Regions from separate parts of the Mus musculus genome. Here regions 2 and 3 are each linked to region 1. The links are chromatin contacts, called in public Hi-C and promoter capture Hi-C maps. All regions are on one chromosome and are shown on one strand. Each heading gives the region's core, a stretch centred on a gene start, on an enhancer-like site or on the middle of the called end of the contact. The rest is flanking DNA. Distances are from core to core; before and after follow the strand shown.

Region 1 (3,929 bases), core at 586-3,085:
TGGAATAATACTATTGATTTTTAAGGTTGAAGTTGTATCAAGTTGCATGTACTGTATAATAAGAGCCATTCCTATTCATCAGCTTGTCTAGAGCAAGCTTTGGGAAAAAGCTGTAGCCTGTAGGAAACAGGTACAACTATGTTTACAATGTTTGATATGATCCTTAATCAGTAACATCAAGAGACATAAGTTAGACCAGTATTTCTTATCTTGACTCTAAGTGATTGTTGACCAGTAATATTTATGGATAGATAATGACCAGGTAGATACAGGGAGGAAGTACCCCCAAATGAGAAAACCATTCTAATTTTTTAAGAGTTATGCTCATGTTGAAAATATGGCCAGAATTACTATTCCATGTTTTAATAGCTCATTTGTTCTGGTTAGAGAATTACCTCTCCTTTGTTTGCATCAAATAATGTTTTATCTCTCTCTCTCTCTCTCCTCTCTCTCCAGTACTGTACCAGATAACCAGATCTACTTCATACATGTCTGTCTTCCTTTGCCCCTACAGTATTTTCATTCATTCTCCTCTTTGAGTCTAAAGGAACATTAATGATTTTTTAAAATATATTTTTGGTCTTTGGTGGTGAGATCTGGAAGGAGACGTAATCAAAGAAATGCCTTTAAGACAAAAATTTAAACTGAATGCTTCAAAGAATGCAAAAGGTAACAGCAGGAAGAGGAAAGTCCGCGGGGCAACATATGGAAATCACGAGAAATAAAACCTAAAGTATAGCAGGAGAAAATTTAAACAAGAGAAGTAAGTAAAGTATCTAGTGACGAATACCAGTGAGAGAACAAAGTTGAGCGGAGGAATCAAGAAAGCGAACCATGTCATTCTGTCAGGAAGAAGCAAAAGAAACCAAATAGCTAGTCAAAGCTATTGGTGGGGGCATGCCTGGCAAGTGGCAGTGAAAGCAATATGCACAGGGGAAAAGAAGCGGGTGTGAGGGCCGAGGGTGGGTGCTGGACCAGGTCACATGAGGCATTGTAAGTGAAGGGAGTGGATTTTACTCTGGGCATGCTGCTAAGATGCTGGGTTTTGTACCAGAGATGTGTCTCAATATGAATGGATAATATCGAACTCGGGGGAGCAAAGGTAGATAGACTCCAGAGGCTAGCGGAGAGACAAAAGTGATATATATCAGTAATATTTAATGACAATTTAGCCAATGGAAGTAATAAATGAAGCGTCTTAAATACTTGAGCTAAGTTTTCAAAGTCTAATATAGCTTATTAGAAACAGTTCATCAACAATTTAGAAGGTCTCTAAAAATAAGAATATCAATAATACTTGGAAATCCTTCATGCTATATTCGTCTCTTACATCCCCCCCCTCATATACATAAAAAAAAAAGCAGAGGATAATGAAGAAACCAGTGTCACAGCAGAGACCAAGTGCCTAGAAATACACTGTTGATGTCATATCTGACGTGCTGGAACTTTGCCAATATGTGCGGCCAGAAAACAGTCACAGGCCTCTATGAATTTGGTAGCACTAAGCACAGGGACACAGTATAATAACAATGTCAGAGTGGAAGGCAGGTGGAAAGCACTTGACGCTGCCGGATGCAATTATCTCAGCAGGAAAGATGCAGTCAGGTGGTAACAGTGAAATTTCAAGGTTGCATCCATAGGTGTCCCATTTAGGATCACATTTCTCAGCAGGTGGAGGCGCGAGGTTGGAGAGGTATGCAGGGTTGGGGGGAGGGGGGCGAGGGGTCAGCACAGAGGTGAGCGGTGAAGGAGTCAAAGTCCCTTCCCACTGACAATCTACCCAGTAGTTTCAACTTCACTCCAGAAGGTCCTTTGTTCTCTCTTTTGGACGTGCATCTGCTACATGACAGCTTGAGGATTCAAGCATTTGGCTTTTTCCTGCCAGGAACCATCCCTTCCTGCTAGACTCAAGGCAAGCGATTGCCAAAGTTGCCAATTAGTCTTCCCTTCCTTCCAAAGAGGTACCAGCCACATTTCCACATGAAAGGGAACATCCCAATTATAAAATCCACAAAAAATATGATGACAGGAGGGAAGTTAGGCAGTTGGGAAGAGGTGACCATTTCGGAGAAGGAGAATAGATCATAAAAATTTGAAGTCAGATGGAGTATGCCAAGAACCTAACCTAGGTCCCTGTGTGCACATTTTATCGTGGATAACAAAGCTTGCTAATGGAAAACAAAGGGAAGACCTAGTAACTACTATGTAAAATGGTTGCAGATCAGACTGACCACAAATCTATGCTGTCACTTTCAGATTATTTACAGATTTGTTTATCTTTCCACTTTTCTTATATCTCTTTTACTTTAAGTTTCTAATTTTCACATACATTATCATATGGAATTATAGCATTCAGCCAAGCTAAATTAACAAGCCACAAATTTAACTATCACTAGCACAAAGCCAAGTGACAACAAAATATCTAGGAATGTTATCGTATTAGATAAAGACACAGATACAGAAGCACTTCTCAGACAAGCCACCTCTCCTTCATGACTTGCTAGGGTGTGGTTTGCTCAACTGGCTAATGGCAGGGGGCTCCTACTTAAGTTCCTTTATGAAAGTTACTTCTGCCACAGTGATCTAAATGTGGTAGTAAGGTGGTAATCTGAAGAGCTGTTGACAGCCAGATGCAAAAGAACATGTGGGATCCATTAGACATTGGTAGAAATTACTAAATCAAGGAATTATATCTAATTGATCACCCTTTTACAGCAGTGGAGAGCCGCATCACTAGCTCCTTCTTTCAACTCTTACTGCTTCCACTGATCTTGAGATTTGGACTGCTAAATGGGAAATATAAAGGCTGTTGATAAGCATGTCTTCCTTTAAAATTGTAAACATCTAAGTATTCTTTTAGGAAGAATAAAAACTTCACATGTCATAAAATATGATATCTAGGTGAATCTCATGAAGTAGTTTGAAAATGATATTTTTAAAACGGGGAGAGGTAAGAAATAGTGAAACGATGTTGGAGAATGAAAAATAAGATGATTCTGTGCAAAATTTGGGCAGCTTTTTATACTCAAGTTAAAATTATCCTTAAAGAATATCTTTAAACTCTGAAGGCTGTCAGGCTGGGATAGATAGTGAGTTCAAGGCTAACTTGAACTACACAATGAGACATGTCTCAAAGTTGAGAGAGAGAGAGACAGACAGACAGAGAGACAGAGAGAGACAGAGGCAGACAGAGAGAGAGAATGAAAGACAGCAAAAGAAAAGAGAGAGAATCTGAAGGTAAAGCTAAGGTAGAAACAATCACAGGTTAAAGGTTATGAAATACTAATGTCAATTTACTGCAATCTAGTTTAAACTGGTTTCTCTGCAACATGGAGCCCATCAAGGTCTGAGTCTTTGCATGACATAGTTCAAGGACACATAGTATTGTTTATACACATTTGAAAGGTCAGTGACTAGTGAGAGAATTACTTTAAAGAACCATGCTGGACCTAAATAAGATTATCAGGGACAACTGACCCCCTCTTCTCCACAAAGTCACATCTATAGGGAAAGGAGCCCGTAAAAGCCCAATTCCCACACTAAAATGGGGGCTTTCTCACTGGAAGTCTGAATGGTGTCAATAGAGAGAGCATATATGAAAACAACTCTGTTAATTTCCAGATGCTCATTAAGATCACCCTTGCAAGACAGCTGGTTCGGTTTTTTTTTTTTTTTTTTTTTTTGTTTTGTTTTTTTTTTTTTTTCAGAGGAAATCATAAACGATTTCATTCCTCGAAGTGCAAGCCCCATTTCCATTGCTTGGTAAGAGGCATCCATACCGTTGGTGCTGTTAGAAAACAAGTGCCTAAATTCTTTAATGCAGAAAGATGATCCTGCCACTGACACTGTGACCCTCTAAAGCCTGAGAGCAAGCAAGAGATGAAAGGATTGTCAGCTGAGTAAAACCCTCAGTGGCGGAAAACTTCCAA
Region 2 (3,929 bases), core at 517-3,016, 240 kb after region 1:
TCATGGCCCACTGCAGAAAAATGCAAGAAAGGATGTCCGCACAGCTGGTGGCCGCTGAGAGCAGACAAAAAAAGGTACTGAGACGTCATCTGTTTTTCCCATAATAGCAAGGAACAGCAGAACTGGCTCACATGGTAGGTGATTATTGAATATCACACTTTTAGAAATGATTAGAGTAAGTCCTTATAAGTGTATCATGTATCTAGGAATAATGAAATCATAAAAGTATGACAAAGGAATCTTTTCATGGAATGGTTACTACTTTCTTTAAAATATAGTTTTGGTGGGAGTGGGCTTCATTTATCTAGTGCAGTAAAAAGCACTTCAGCAGACAGCGCCTTCATTCTACAGTTCAGTCAGGACCCTCCGGTCATGTGCAGCATCGCCAACGTCTTTTATCTACTTAAAATACTTCTTTGTAAGCAGACATGGTGGGTTATGCCTGTTATCCTAGTACTTGGGAAGCTGAGGCAGGAGGATGCAAAGATGAGATGGTCCTGAATAATATGTGAGACTCTGCAATCTAAAACAGAATCAAAATTAAAGATGGCGTTACAAAAAGAAGTTTTTATTATTATATCTCCTGTTATTTCTTTAAAACAATGAAAGTAGCTGAAGATACTAATTGAGGCTTTGTGGGATTGTCACCAAATGTCCTCCTGAAGCCTAGGCTGATGGCAAACTCACCTCTGGGGTTTCATGGTTGCAGAACCGGAGCTGGCACATCTCTTCATTCAAACCAGGTGCTTCTCTCTCCCCAAGTAGCATGCTCCTCCTGCTTACACTTGAGTACATATTTCAAAGAAGCCTAATTTTATGTAACACACATAGCATTCAGCCATAAATAAATAGAAGTCTCTACTTTGTCTTAATAAGCTGCCAAAACCATTGTTCCCTTTCTTAGTAGTAGACCAGAGAGTCGGTTGCTCTCTAATATAATTGGAATTAAAATGTACACTCTCTTCTTGCCATCATTAAAGCACAAAGCAGTGTTTCAAAGAATTTTCTGCATCCCACATTTAGCACACGGTAGACAATAGTGTGAAACGGGCTTTACTATAAATATTTATGATACCATCATTTAAGCTGTGTGTTTTTGCTCTGGTCCTATCTTTCATTACCATATGAATGGCAATGTTCTGCTATAGAAGTGGGATAAAAACAGATCTCTTTTATCAGTATGTACATGGCGGCAGAAAACCAAAGCACCTGGTAAGAAGGTTTAAAGCAGACGGAGCAGGGTACTCAGTCCATGATGGGAAGCAAATACTCTGTGCCTGGACTCCACAAGCCCCCGACCAATCCTTCAGATAACCACCAAGGTCTCTGGAGGACTTGAAACCTCCCCGCAGACCGCACAAGCAAAGCCAGGGTACTGCAGCTGATGTCACTGAACCTCATCTATATTTCTTGGAGAGGGTACATTTCAATTATGTTCTTAACGTGTCCAATGAGCTGGATCATCACAAATGATTTCTGCTGGATTTCGTGCCGCATTATCAAAAACTTAAGAAAATATTTTGTTTTCGTTTATTATGTGATGTGTGCGATTCTCAGAATGTTACTTATAGTCTGAATTTTAGCATTTCACTTTTAAGAGAAAATAAAGGGCCCATTTGTAGTTGGATCAAAGGTTTTATTATCTAGCTGTTTTTTTTTTTTTTTCTTTCTTCTTCTTCTTTAATCAACGCACATCCTGTTTGTTTCTGAATGACTGGGTCATTTCCAACCTGGCTGGCACTGAAAGGAAATTGTTTCTGTCCTATGGGCCCTGAGAGGCTCATATAAAGCAAGCCAGTGGGCCTGCCTCCCCTGTAGAACAGGATACAAGGTTCTTTTATGGTCAGATTCATTGGCTGAGAAGTCTCAGTGAAGAGCATTTGGGTGGCGATTGCTGCTTTTTTGCGATTAAAAAATTAATTTCTTCCAGTAGATTTCTGTGTGAAAAAGACTTAAGATTTGAATTATTCTCTGTAGGAGATAAAGAAAATATTGGCTAATAAAACCAGAAACACCAAAGTTCTCTTCTCTTTTCTTTTTAAACAAGAAAATTATCTGTCACTGTTAGTGTGGAGAGTAAATATTTTAACCAAGTGCCTTCGTTCCCCTTCGTATGCAGCAAATTGGAGTTTGAGAAGTCCTTTATTCTCCTTACATCTCCTTCCTTGCTTTGCTGTGAAAAATCTGTGAAGGAAAAGGCCTCGGGTTTTGTGATTCAAGTATTTGTTATCTGAGACTGACACATCTTTTTGGTAATTCTGAGACATTTGGCGAATGTGCTGCGGTGGCTGGGCCTACGAGGACCAGAAAGAGCTCTGTGCTCATGCATGTGCTGGCTCCTGCTGAGACTACTAATAGGAGGGTTAACTGTTGGGTAATTTGTGTGCCAGAGAAATTTGGGCAGGAGTCAATTTGGCAAATAGGCTCAGCCATTTAAACCACTTTGAATAAGCTAATGAGTAGTCAGCATGGGGAATCTTGCCTGGGGTAATCTATTCCTTGCCCTTTGCCAGGAACACAGGGTGAAATGAAATTTGAGGGTCTGGGTTTTTTTTGTTTTTTGGTTTTTGTTTTTTTTTTTTAAATCTTGTTCATCATCTTTTAATAGATCTTTCATTCTAATGTATTTGGACATTTGGGAAGAAAAAAATTATGTAATTTCAAATATCTTATTGATACTTTGAAAGTATGATTTCCATCCCTGAAATAGGACGTTTGAACAAAACCTTTTGAAAATAGGCCAAAAATTCTATCTTGAGAAAATTCAGAGAAGTGGTATTTTTTTTTTTTTTTTTTTGGTTTTTCGAGACAGGGTTTCTCTTTATAGCCCTGGCTGTCCTGGAACTCACTCTGTAGACCAGACTGGCCTTGAACTCAGAAATCCGCCTGCCTCTGCCTCCTGAGTGCTGGGATTAAAGGCGTGCGCCACCACGCCCGGCAAGAAGTGGTATTTTTACCAGTTAAAAATTTAGTTCCATATTAGAGGCACTTTCTTCAAGGTGGCAGCATTCAGTTAGCACGGCCTTCACTGTGCCTCACAGAGCCAGGTATGTATTGATTTAGGCAGAAAGGGAGATTTCGATTCTTGACTGGCCTGTCATGGCTCTTGCTGATAAACTGGACACTACGGATTGCTCCTCTGTTCTGCTGGTGCTGAAGGGCTCTGGGTGTTGTTTAAGGGTCAACATGTGCCTCCTTTAGCCCTGATGTCTAAAACAGGTACAGGTGATTGGCCAAGCTCAGGCCACACACCCCATCCCCAGTGTCATGGAAGATCAGGAGTGTGATTGGTGGGCATATTCAGACTCTGTACAGTGGAATCATAAAGCAGAGAATTCTCTATAGGAAGTGATTCCTAATGCTAGACAAAGAAATAACAAGTAATTCCTCCACCCGCAAACCAAGTTATTTTGCTTACTCTATGCCCTTTCTTCCTGATTTGCATAACAGCACTTTATGCTGTCATTTGTATCCAGTGCTGTTTCATTATAAAATGGCTAACTTATCACACATATAACTGTCTTTTACATTGCTTTCTAGTTGTTTATCCGTTACTAACAAGGGGGGTGGCCATCCATAGCACTTTAGGAAGATGTTCACCATGCTCTGCACAGGAAGGATCATTGTAGCTCATTCCAGCATCTTTTTGTATAATGTCTTATGGCATTTTAAGATAGACTTGGACGCCCCAGGAACAATGTAAGGCAGCTATGAAGGGGACCCAGGAAACTCAGATCTTTGGGTTTGAGTTGAGATGTTTACCTGCGTTATTTTTGCCTTAGCCATGAGAGCAGCAAAACCAGGACTTGCTTTGCCTCTCTTCATTACAAGGAAGAGATAGAAGGAAAACAGAGACCTTTAAACAAATAGGTACATATTTGTTTTTGAGAACGGACCAGATACACAGAGGTAAAAAGGTCATGAACAAT
Region 3 (3,929 bases), core at 553-3,052, 170 kb after region 1:
ATGAAACCAAGCTGTTTCTTTCCAATGATGCAGTTAAATTTTTAACGTTATTATAAAATATCTTCAAATAAATGAGGCATTTAAAAATTGAGCTGCAAGCCTAAGAACATATCTACTTCCGAGCAATAAGGGGTTTTAGATACCTCTCCTTAATTCCTAAATGAAATATATTATTTTTTTCCTCCTGCCTCTCCTTAGAAGTATGCCAGGTAATTTTTAGAGTAATAATTCAGCATCGGTATTAAGAAAACTAATGTACAAAAACAATTTTTTAAAAATAAAAACAAAATCAGGAAATATCCTTGCTTTTAATCTTAACTATTTACGATCAGTTCAAAATCTTTTACAGTCACGTGCTTTCCTTTCGCCTTAGAAGTCTAGATAGTCTCATATTGGGTAATTTCAAGAGAGCAGTTGACTAAATGAAAGCAAGTGGTGTGATGACCAAGACAGAGTACAAGCCACAGGCAGAGGAAATCAGCCAACAGTAAACAAAGGAAACTCTGTGCCTGGGTAACTTGCAGGTGGTTCCTAAGCTCTGACCCTTAACCTCGGGGCTCCAGGTGTGTTTCCTGGACTGCTCTTTCTAGGGGGAACTTTCTAGATTTTGTTGACCGATTCCTTTCAACGTCTTTGTAGAAAATATTTTCTTTGATTTCTGACAATATTCGGATCCAGTTCGGAAAATGAACAGTTAAGGTGTCAGGTCCTGTCAATGAGAGCAGGCTGGGATCTTGTTGTTTAGTCATTTTGTTTGTTTGTTTGTTTGCTTGCTTGCTTGCTTGTTTTCAAGGCTATACTCCATGTACTGAACATTCCAGTCACCCACCTTCCAGAATATCAAGCGTGGGATTGGATGGTGCGTTGATTTGGCTTCAGGGAGACAGAGTTTGAATGCCTCCATTTGATTATGTGCTTTCAATGAACAAAATTTAAAAAAAAAAAAAATGTTAGAGATCTGGAGATTTGGGGAGGTCTTTGCCATAAGGTCTCAATAAGGTGATAGATTTTCAGATTCTGGGACTTGGCAGGAAAGGATGAGAACAGAATTAGAGGCAGGAGAAGAGGAGATTAATTGCTTGGGCCTAACTCATTCATATAAACTCCAGCCATGCATTTCCATATGATCATTTTTGACAAAGGTCTGTGTGTGTATCCTTGTGTTCTCATCTGTACGAAAGAAACTCCTGTTCTCTCAAAAGTAGTAAGACATTACTGGATACCTGGTGGTTTTTCAGAACAGACCTCAGGCTTGGGGCGGGTGGTGGTGGGAGATTCCACCTTCTTTGAAAAGAAACCCGAGCAGATAGGTACCTGCGGAGGAAGGGCGCTAAAAACAGCTGGACAGGGACTTTTAGCTGTGAGTTCAGACTTTCAGTTGATGGTTTGAGAGAGAACTAGCATCGAAGATGCGATAAAACAAAGCCGGGTGTACAAACCAAGAGGATAGACGTGTCCAGGCGACAGGGGCTGGCAAATATTAAGGAAGGCACCTCATTGGAGCTAGTGGAAGTGAGGGACAGTTGCTCAATTTTAGATTTATTTCACATCCAGGAGTCTGGCCTCCAGATCGGCTTGTGCCCCACTGTCTAAGCAAAGATTTTGGCCAGCCCGTCGCCTCGAGGGAGGAAGCTTGCTTTCTTTTGCATCCCCCGGTGTTTGGTCCCCTCGACACCAGCGCGAGGCCGCGCATCTCTGGTGCTGGTTCTTGGTCCCGTGGGAGCGACTGGGCTAGCGGGTGGGCGGGGCGCCGCGTCTCCAGCGCGCACAGGGTTAAGCGGCAGGGGCGGCGCGGAGAGGCGGGAGGGGGCGGCCGAGCTCCCGGGCTGAGAGCGCGGCGGCCACAGCCAGCAGCGGGTTAAGTACCGCCCGCGCCGAGAGAGCTGAACCCCGCCGCCGCTCCGAGCTCGCATTCGGATCCGCTAGAGCAGGAAGATGGCGACGGACAGCGCGAGCTGCGAGCCCGACTTGTCCCGCACCCCGGGTGACACGGAGGGGGCCACGGCGGAGGCGGCGGTAACCGAGTTCCCTGGGCGCGGGGAACCGCGTAGACGCGGGCTGGGGTTGGTGCCAGGGTCCCCACTGGACACTCCCCTAGGGGTGCCCGGTCCTTTCCTGGGATGCCTTGTCTTTCTCTAGGGTGCTCCTTTAACTCCCCGAGGTCTCCCTTCCCAAGGGTTTCCCTTCCTTCTCCAGGATATCCCCTCTCTCCTGTTCCTCTTCCCTTGATTACCCATTCCTTCCCCGGGGTGTGCCCTTCGTGTGTCCCTTCCCCGTAGTGTCCCCAGGGCCAGAAGCGGGCTCAAGTGGGGAAACGCCAGCCCCCACCCCCGGGTACTAGGGGCCTGTCGGTCCTTCTGGACACCACACGCGTCCCTGGTGACCCCTTTGCTCACTCGCGGGGTATCTCAGTCTCCATTGTTCACCTCTCCGGGGTGCGGAGCGAACGCCAGTCTCGGGGTGCCTGACACCTCTCAGGGGACCTGGGGTAGCAGAGGCGGGAAGGTGAACCATCGCTAGGCAGGTGTGGGGATGCTCTTTGTGTGTGTGTGTGGGGGGGGGGGGGGCTCATGTGTCTTGGGGAGACTGGTGAGAGAGGCCCCGTAGCGCCTGCACTTTGGGTACTAGCTGACTGCCACTCGCTCAGTCATCTGTAGGGACCTTCTTCCCTAGCTAAAGCGGGATTGAACTGGGTTTTCTGAACCCGGTGTCAAAACATTGTTCCCTTTCCCTGGCGCCTTGACTTGCTTAGGCTCGTACCTGCTCCCTTCTTTGATACTCTAAATGTCTGCATGCACAGACATTCTCTTCTTACCCTGCTGTGGGGTCTTGACCCACAAAGCCAGGTTGGAAAATATTTGCAGGTTGAGGAAGCAGCTCTTGCTAAAGCTGCAAAGACCTGCAAAGAAAGACAGGTCTGGGAGCGCCTCCCACTCTTGGCCAAATCCAACAGCTCTTTTGGAGGAGTGGGACTGAGTGAGCTGAGTATCGCATGGACAACCCCTCAGTGTCTTCCACCTCCAGATCCAAATCCGGGTCTGGGCAGCAGAGGGCAGGAACAGATGTAAACAACCTGAGCTGTTGAATTTCCTCCCACCTCTGGCTTGGAACGAAAAAAAAAAAAAAAAAAAAAAGATGTGGAGGAAGGTACTTGGGTTGATAGCTGCAAAAGGCAGAACACGAGAGGAGGGGAGGGGAAGGGGCACCACTAATCCCCATCGTGAAAGTGGAAGAATCTGGGCTTGGGGAGCTTTTGGGGGAAATTGAGTTTTCCATTCTTTGCTAATAAGAACTTTAAAGATATTTCAAATGAAGCCTTTCCCTTGTGAGCTACTTTCTTTCGGTGACAAGGGAGAAAGGGTCTATTAAAACAAGTCCCTCTGGGAGTTGAAATTATGGACTGTCCTGTTCTCCATGAGGAGGAGGGGGGAAGTGGAGGTGTGGGAGAACTCTATTCTTCTCCCCCAGGAAGGTGGATAGTTTGTTTAATCTACTTAGAAAACACCCCTTTGTGCCCGCAAGATATTTCAAGCACAAGATAAACCAACTCCAGCATGTGCTTTGTGATGTGTGATGTATAGGACTATAAACAAAACTGCATTGTCAGGAAGACTTTTGTTCCAACAAGGTCAGTGTTCCCTGTCAAGTGGTTAGAAATGTCAGGAGCCTAACTCAAATGCGGATAAATTAGCAGCTGGATTTTTTGATTCTTATTAAGTCAAGAAAAAAAAAATCTGGAAAGAACCTTCTTCATGATTCCCAAGGGATCCTGTAGGCTTCCAGCCTGCAATAACAGTACTTACTGTTTTTGTAAAAGTAGCTGTTTACTTTAAGGAAAAATGTTACCTTTTATTCTGTAAAATTGGAATATATATATATATATATATATATTTTAACAAGAAGTTTGCACTTGAAAAAGGAGCTCTTAA

What was found. Promoter capture Hi-C pulls out the DNA fragments that hold promoters and counts their contacts. A called contact is a pair of places that touch in the nucleus more often than the background predicts.
Region 2: a Hi-C map of cerebellum shows a contact between it and region 1, with 1.5 times the contacts expected there. The contact joins two enhancer-like sites. A contact is called at or near these places in 2 of 484 Hi-C or Micro-C datasets (cerebellar granule neurons and cerebellum).
Region 3: a promoter capture Hi-C map of hippocampal neurons shows a contact between it and region 1, with 4 times the contacts expected there. The contact joins the promoter of Cttnbp2 here to the enhancer-like site in region 1. A contact is called at or near these places in 2 of 39 promoter capture datasets (cranial neural crest and hippocampal neurons), 4 of 484 Hi-C or Micro-C datasets (cerebral cortex, hippocampal excitatory neurons and ventral hippocampal neurons), 3 of 115 datasets of contacts at active chromatin or transcription factors (embryonic forebrain, forebrain and neural progenitor cells) and 1 of 9 other capture datasets (pancreatic islet).

What each region holds. Positions count from the first base shown.
Region 1 is chr6:18,686,792-18,690,720 of GRCm38.p6, reverse strand. No RefSeq gene overlaps it. Among named protein-coding and RNA genes, the nearest start is that of Gm23648, 39 kb to the left of the region's middle. Within about 2 kb of position 1,835, at least 13 of the 459 cell types and tissues checked have an H3K27ac peak or open chromatin away from gene starts, as enhancers often do. A contact at or near this core is called in cerebellum and hippocampal neurons, where this site is marked.
Region 2 is chr6:18,444,393-18,448,321 of GRCm38.p6, reverse strand. It overlaps Cttnbp2 (cortactin binding protein 2), which reads left to right. Exons shown (of 23, transcript NM_080285.2): 3 at 1-74. It overlaps Gm40356 (a long non-coding RNA gene), which reads right to left. Exons shown (of 4, transcript XR_003956414.1): 3 at 688-808; 4 at 1-523. Among named protein-coding and RNA genes, the nearest start is that of Gm40356, 11 kb to the right of the region's middle. Within about 2 kb of position 1,766, at least 43 of the 459 cell types and tissues checked have an H3K27ac peak or open chromatin away from gene starts, as enhancers often do. A contact at or near this core is called in cerebellum, where this site is marked.
Region 3 is chr6:18,512,742-18,516,670 of GRCm38.p6, reverse strand. It overlaps Cttnbp2 (cortactin binding protein 2), which reads left to right and starts at 1,802. Exons shown (of 23, transcript NM_080285.2): 1 at 1,802-2,016. The coding sequence starts at 1,936.